Linked DNA regions of Neogale vison: region 2 is linked to region 1. A link is a contact called in public Hi-C data. All regions are on one chromosome and are shown on one strand. The core of a region is the stretch at or near the end of the contact, and the rest is flanking DNA. Distances in the headings are between cores, read along the strand shown.

Region 1 (3,278 bases), core at 94-2,593:
ATCCGTGGAACACGTTAGATGAAGATTATTTCTACTCGACACAGAAAAGCTTTCTAACAACTAGAATTCCAAATACTGACCTGTTCTTAGAACCTCCACAGCCTGTCTCCCCCAGGGATGGCCCAGGTTAGGTACAAGCTGAGGTGGGGGCCAGGAGGCCTACGCTCGGACCCCATCCCCTCAGAGGCCCCCTCTCATTCCACCTCTAAAGCTCTACTTGACCCGAGCACAGCCCCAAGTTCTGGGCTGTCTGCAGGAACCTGACTGCACCGATTCTTGACTGTCTACTCGACGCCCAAACCGCAGCCGTTGACTTCGACCACTGCCCTGCCGGAAAGAAAGAAGAAAACCACGACAGGCTAGTGATGAACAAAGGGGACGGGCAGAGATCTGGGTCACTTTTCCGAGGGGCAACGCTGGAGCACACGTCGGCACGGAAAAACCCGAAGCGCCGGCACCAAGGCCAGCCAAGCTCTCCTTCCCCAACCACCCACCTTCTCCAGGGGCCTGGAGTCCCGGGGTTCTGAGCCACTTCTCAGTCGGAAGGGCAACAACTGCCCCTATGGTTCTGCCCTGGAGAGTGGAAGTTCCGTCCTCCCTACACCCAAGACGGGCCCCGAACTCGCAACCCAAGACCGACAGGGGCAGCTTCCACCGGTGCGCCCGCGGGTGCACCCAGACTGTCGCTTCGGAAAAGGTCCGAGGTCATTTGTTCCGAACGCGGACCCGCCTGCACGCGCCGCGCGACTCCCCGCAAACGTCTCCCGCTCGGCGCGCCCGGCGCGGGCCGCGCGTCTCTCCCGCCCGTCCAGAGGCGCCAGCGAGGGGCCCCGGGAGAGGCCGCGGGGGCCCCGGGGAGCCCGAGGGTTAGCAGGACGCCCCCCCCACCGACACACCCCCGGAGCGCCGCATGGGACGGGGCCGCGCTCCAGAGGACACGCGCCCCGGGAGGGTTGGGGGACGTGGGGACACGCAGGAGGGGGAACCCGGGGACGGGGAGGGCAGACGCGGGGGAGGCTGGGGAACGCCGGTGGGGGGAGGGGAGCTAGACGTCCGCGAACTGGGGGGAGGCGGGGAGAGGCCGGGGGGGCGCCGGAACGGAGGGGACGGCCCCCGGAGGAGGGGTCCCGGCGCTCGGGACCGGGGGAGGGGAGGAGGACGGAGAGGAGGGAGGGGTGGGGGGGAGCGACGCCGCCGCCCGCCACAGGCCGGGCCGAGGGCGGCGGCGAGGGCGGCTCTACCTCCGGGCTCGGCCGGCCCGCGAGATCGGGCTGCCTAGGCCGCGACCTGCAGCTCCTCCGGCGCCCCTCGCCCGTCCGCAGCCCGGCTGCGCCTCCCGACCGCCGCCGCCGTAAACACCCGCCGCCCCACTGCGCCTGTGCGCGCAACGGCCCGACTGCGCGTGCGCCCGAGTCTGGCTCTTAAAGGGGCGACGGCGCGGCCGGTGGGCCCCGGCGCGGACCGTCCGCGAGGCGCGTGGGAGGCCCCGCACGCTTCCCGGGTGTTGGAGCGGGAGCGATCCGAGAACAGCTGCAGGCCAGCGTTATGACTTCCACGCACCAGCAGAGCCGGGACCCAGGGAGGAAGGGCCAACAGGTGAGAAAGAAAGAAAAAAACTGTGTGATGGACAGTAACTCTCGGCGGTGGCTCTCTGGCTTGGGTGACACGGAAGGGACGTTCGAGCCAAGGTGCTAGGACAAGAAGGATCCATCTGTGCCAAGAGAGGGTCCCATGGCTGCGGCCCCGCGAGAGGAGAAGGGAGCCGCAGCGCCCTCCGTGCACACACCTGAGAGGAGGCCACAGCAGCCCCCACCCCTCCTGGGCTTCAGCTGGCTGGACACCTGCCTCTGCGCAGACCCTTCACCTCTTTTCTGGGCCTCAGCGGAGAAACACAGAGTTGGAGCAGACCCCATCCAAGATCTGCCCCACAAAGTGAACCGTGAACCCGTACATTCCCATGTCGTGGAGCCGGTGTGCACAGCCGTCTCCGCTATAGACAGCCGCAGGCATCTGCAGTGACACAAAGACCCAGCGCCTGGGTTCTCAAGGTTTCTATTCCTAGAGGATGGTGGCATCTGGGCAAGGGGCAGGCTGGTACAATTCTTTGGGTCCTACAAGGCAAAGAGAACTGGTTTTGAATAATATGAATAGGAATAATATGAAATGGAACATTATGCAGATAAGAACTTCCCAAATCCAGGGGAGGAAGGAGGAGAAGCCTGCCTCTAGGAGGAGTGCACTGCTTGGGGGGGCGGGGGTGACATGCTGGGCCGCAAGAGGAAGGTCCTACAGACCTGGAGGAGTTGGGGTATGTGTGCCCCCGCGTATGTCCCACACAGAGAGTGCAGGGTCGGGACGTGTCTGCTCTGGTTGCCCTAGTGAAACAGGCCAAGCGAAGCTTCGGCGGCCTGTGGGACACCACATAGGAGGCCAAGTCCCCAAGGGCTCACTTTAGACCTGATCTGCGGCAGGGAAGTTGTGCTGACAGCATCAGGCTTGAGATGTTGACCAGGCACGTGGCATCTGCACACGCCACCCTCCAGGGTAGGACGGTCTGAGAAACCTTGGCTGGGCATCAGTCAAGGTCATTCCCATCTCAAAAGTGACCTTGTGGCTCTGTGACCAGGTCCTCAAGGCTGCCTCCCCTCACCGCGCCCCGGCACCCTGGGACCCAGCTTCTGCCGCGCACATGCTGCGTATCCCTTTGTGAACCACCTGCACGGCCCACCTGGCAGACCTGGTGAAATTCTACCCCACTCTTCCTTTCACTTCAGTCCGGCCTTACCTGTGGTTTTCCAGATGAGCTTCTAGCAGCAGAACCCTTTCTTTGAACACGGTGCCAGTAGCCCCCTACCCCATCTCTACAATAGCTACGAGCATAGCTCCTGGGGAGGATAAGGCTTGCCACCAATCTCATGACCTTGACACTGCCTCTCAGAGTCCTTCCTACCTGCGTACCTTTGGTTATCTGTGACCGTTTCAGATTACAGAGGTCGTAGAGCCATCCTCGACCCTCTCCCCACGGTCTACACCCTCCATATACTCTACTCTGTCTTGGCCCTGTATCCCTCACTTCTAGCCGGGATAATGTTCACTGACCTCCTGCATACCCTCTCACCACCCCTCCCTCCCTGGGCTCTGCCAAGTCATCTTCCTAAAGCACAGTCTGATCACATCAGTCCTTTAGACCTTCCCTTAGGGCCCATCGGCTTGGCTCTCCACGGTTATTTCCCCACCCCCCCGTGTCAGCCTCACCAGCCTTAGACTTAGACTTAGGT
Region 2 (3,367 bases), core at 681-3,180, 130 kb after region 1:
ATTCATTCTGTGGAGCTCGGGACTGGTGCAGGCTCTGCGATATAGGGGCACAAAGGCCAGAAGCTCCGCTGAGACCCCACCCCCAAAGCCAGGACAGTTCCCCCCTCAGGGGTGGAGGTCCTAAGGCCCCAAAGGCACCATTGCTCTGACAAAGGAGACGTGCCATAGAACGAAGGAGACAGTTATGAGGGTGTCCTGGAGGCCCCCCGTGCACCAACAGATTATGGCGCAACCTGCAGCACAAGCCTAGGCCTTCATGAATTCTAGAACACTGACCAGCGCATGAGTGAGGTACGGAATTAATACCCTGATAAGTGAATTGGTTATAAAACAGTACGGCCTTAACAAATACGCAAACAGACCACAGAAATCTAGGTCCCAGCACCCAGGACCCAGAAATTCTGGGTTCAGCAAAATCTGGCTCTGGGAACTTGCAGGAGCCCTGAGACCCCAAACTTGCCCTGGAAGAGGTGAGGGGTCCTGAGCTCTGCCCCAGTTTCCCTTTCCTCTGAACAATAGCGGCTGTGGGAACCCTTTTGGCTCATGCGTCAGGAAAAACCTATCAGACAGGAAGGTCTCATAAGCTACGCCCTCTGCCCCCAAAACTAGCCCCCCCCAAGACCTCTCCAGCCAGGAAGCTGGCCCCACAGACCCCCGAAGAGTGCGTTTGGGGCTCCCCGGGGCACCAAGAAAGGGCATGGGGCTGGAAAAGCGGTCAGTCACTTCCTCCAGTCAGGAAGGGGCCCGGACAGCTGTAGACATTTTGCCCCTGGAAAGGAGGCACCCTCTGAGAACCTGGACACCCCCCCACCCCCCCACCCCCCCCCCCCCCGCTGGGCTCATGCCCTTCCCTCCCCAGGGACAGCCCGGCTCCCCTCCCCCACCCGGCTCCCCCTCCCCACCAGAGGGCGGAGGGGGTGGGATTGCTGGTTGCCAGGCAACCGTGTCAACAAGCCCCAGGGAGTCAGGACTCAGTTGGAGGCTCAGACCCTAGAAAGTGGAAAGTATGGGGTGTACAGAAGGGGATCGAGGGGTAGCTAAGAATGGGGTGGGGGAGGGAGCTGGCCGCCAGTAGATGCCATGCTGTGGCTCTGCCTCCTGCGCACAGTGGCCAGGATGAAGCCCAGGGACTGGGGCCGGAGGTGCTCTGGGCTGAGAAGGGGCCCTGCAGGACTGAGCCAGGACCCTAGGGGAATTTCCCTCTCCCCACTTGTGGGACCTAACTGGTCTATCACCACCCTGGGCTCTGCTCTCCCTTCCTGCATCCAGACCCAGCAGGGACAGGCCAGGAGGGCGGGGTCCCCCATTATCCCACCCCCACCCCACCTTGGGCAGCAAGCCAGCTGACCATTCCGCTTTCAGCGCCCCTGGAACACATGTAGGACCTTCCACAGACGCACAGATGGACCCATACAAGAACATACAAACACTCGCACACACGTCTCCCCTGCCCACCCCCTCCATCTCCAGCCCCTAGACTAGAGCAGCCCTCGGGTTCCAGGGGTCTGGGGGTCCGCTGACTGGCTACCACAGCCATGGGGGCCTGGGGCACATCAAGGGTTCCAGAATTGTGGGGAAGGGTCCACCAAGCCTCACTCACATCAGTCTAACACTGGCCTCCACTCCTGTGTAGGGCTGGAGGTCAACTCAGGGGTCTCAGCATTTTCTCAGGGGACAGAGAAGCAGCCCGTGGGCAGAAAGGGAATTTTCTGAAGTTAAGTAAATCAGAAATTTCTGGCTGACTGCAAGGATAAATAGGACGTGTGCTAGGCTCACCCAAAGGTGCAGAGTCTGGGGCACCGACTCTTGATTTCTGCTGAGGTCGTGAGCGGATGCGCGTGGGGCTCCCGGCTCAGCGCGGGAATCTGCTTGAGAGTGTCTCTCCCTCTGCCTCTTGCTCCCCTTGCGCGCGCCCGTGCGCTCTCAAATAAATAAATCTTAAAGGAAAAAAAAAAAAAAGGCGCAGAGGCTGGAGGTGCGGAACCTCAAGCCAGCTGCGGGGAATGGAGAGGGGCCAGGCCAGAGGGGCTGGCAGGTGCCCAGTGGGACTCACTCTCCCCCCGCAGGCCCAGGATGCAGGCGCGGAAGGAGGCCGGGCGCAGGGGCCCGCGGGAGCGCGCGGGGAAGGGGTCCCGTGAGGAGCGAGCCAAGGGGCCGCCCGCGGCGGAGCCCCCCAAGCCGGGTTGGGCCGCGTCGCTGGAGGGGCTGGCGGCCATGCGCCCCCCGCAGCGTCGCCGTCACATGCTCTTCGGGGACCTGCGGGAGGACGTGGGCGCGGCCGCCTCCCTCTTCCCCCGCGAGTCAGTGGAGCTGGGGGACCGCATGCCCGACCTGCGCGGCTGGACGCAGTCCCTCGAGCTGCCCGCGGCGCGCCAGGACCTGCTGCTCGGCGTCCTCAAGGCAGCCGAGGCCCGAGGACGGATCCGGGCCCTGCGGCTGCGCTACATCCGCATGCGAGTGAGGCCCGGAGCCCGGAAGCAAGGGGCGCGCGGGCGGGAGGGTTGGGGTGCGGGCGGGGCGGGGAGACCCGGCCTGGTCCGCGGAGGAAAGTTGTTGGCGGGTGGGGGGGGGGGTCAAACGGCGGGAGGGGCCGGGGCGGGCGGAGCAAAGCAGATTGAGGCGTAGACTCGGAAACAGCCCTGACCCCCGGCCCGACCCGCAGGCGGAGGAGATCGCGCTCCTCGTCCTGCAGCAGAAGTCCGCGCGCGCCGCCCTCCGGCTGGAGCTGTTCCTGCCGCCGCGGCTGAGGCCGACGCGGATCCCCGACCCCCTGGACCGGCAAGAGGTACGCTGAGGCCCGGGAAGGGGGGTTCCCCGCGCTCCTCTCCCGCGCACCTGGCCCCAGCCCCTTTCACCCGCAGAGGAGGCGCGTGGAGACCATCCTGGAGGAGCAAGTTGATGGCAGCATCTTCCCACGTTGACTGGGACCCCACAGTGTGCCAACGCGCCCCACCTTCCCACATAAAGTTCTCATTGTCCAAGCATCCCCTGGTCGTTACGCTGCCTCTCTCCAGGCTCCCCGAGAAGGAAAGGGACAGTGTGGATGCAGCCTCCCTGGCATCCGATGTCACAGACATCTGGATACATGGCGCGGATGGGGGAGTGGGGGAGGGGGGTCCAACAAAGTAGAAGGAGGGGCAGGTTCAGATCAACATCGGACGCTGGTAATCCCTCAAATCCCGCGCTGCCCCAATCAGGCAACCTGGTGCCCTGCGGGTCTCGGACAGCCCCTTGTCTGAGGGAACAGGAGTAAGAACGGGGCCAACCACTGTCCCAACCCCAGCAGTGAAGAGCAAGCTCAGGGAGAAAGTGGGGCCCAAGTGGGACCCCACATTTGTAGGTTATTCCTTCAGGGGTCAGAGAGGAG

Evidence for each region. Hi-C and Micro-C count contacts between places; a contact is called where the count stands out from the background.
Region 2: a contact with region 1 is called in a Hi-C map of muscle, with 5 times the contacts expected there. The contact joins the promoter of LKAAEAR1 here to the promoter of PCMTD2 in region 1. A contact is called at or near these places in 2 of 3 Hi-C or Micro-C datasets (fibroblasts and muscle).

Annotation. Positions count from the first base shown.
Region 1 is chr8:85,687-88,964 of ASM_NN_V1, forward strand. It overlaps PCMTD2 (protein-L-isoaspartate O-methyltransferase domain-containing protein 2), which reads right to left and starts at 1,344. Exons shown (of 6, transcript XM_044262598.1): 1 at 1,242-1,344.
Region 2 is chr8:214,659-218,025 of ASM_NN_V1, forward strand. It overlaps LKAAEAR1 (protein LKAAEAR1), which reads left to right and starts at 1,931. Exons shown (of 3, transcript XM_044262609.1): 1 at 1,931-2,457; 2 at 2,663-2,785; 3 at 2,862-2,921. The coding sequence starts at 2,074. The coding sequence ends at 2,921. LOC122915872 (a long non-coding RNA gene) reads right to left here and starts at 2,407. Exons shown (of 3, transcript XR_006386099.1): 1 at 2,332-2,407; 2 at 1,777-1,937.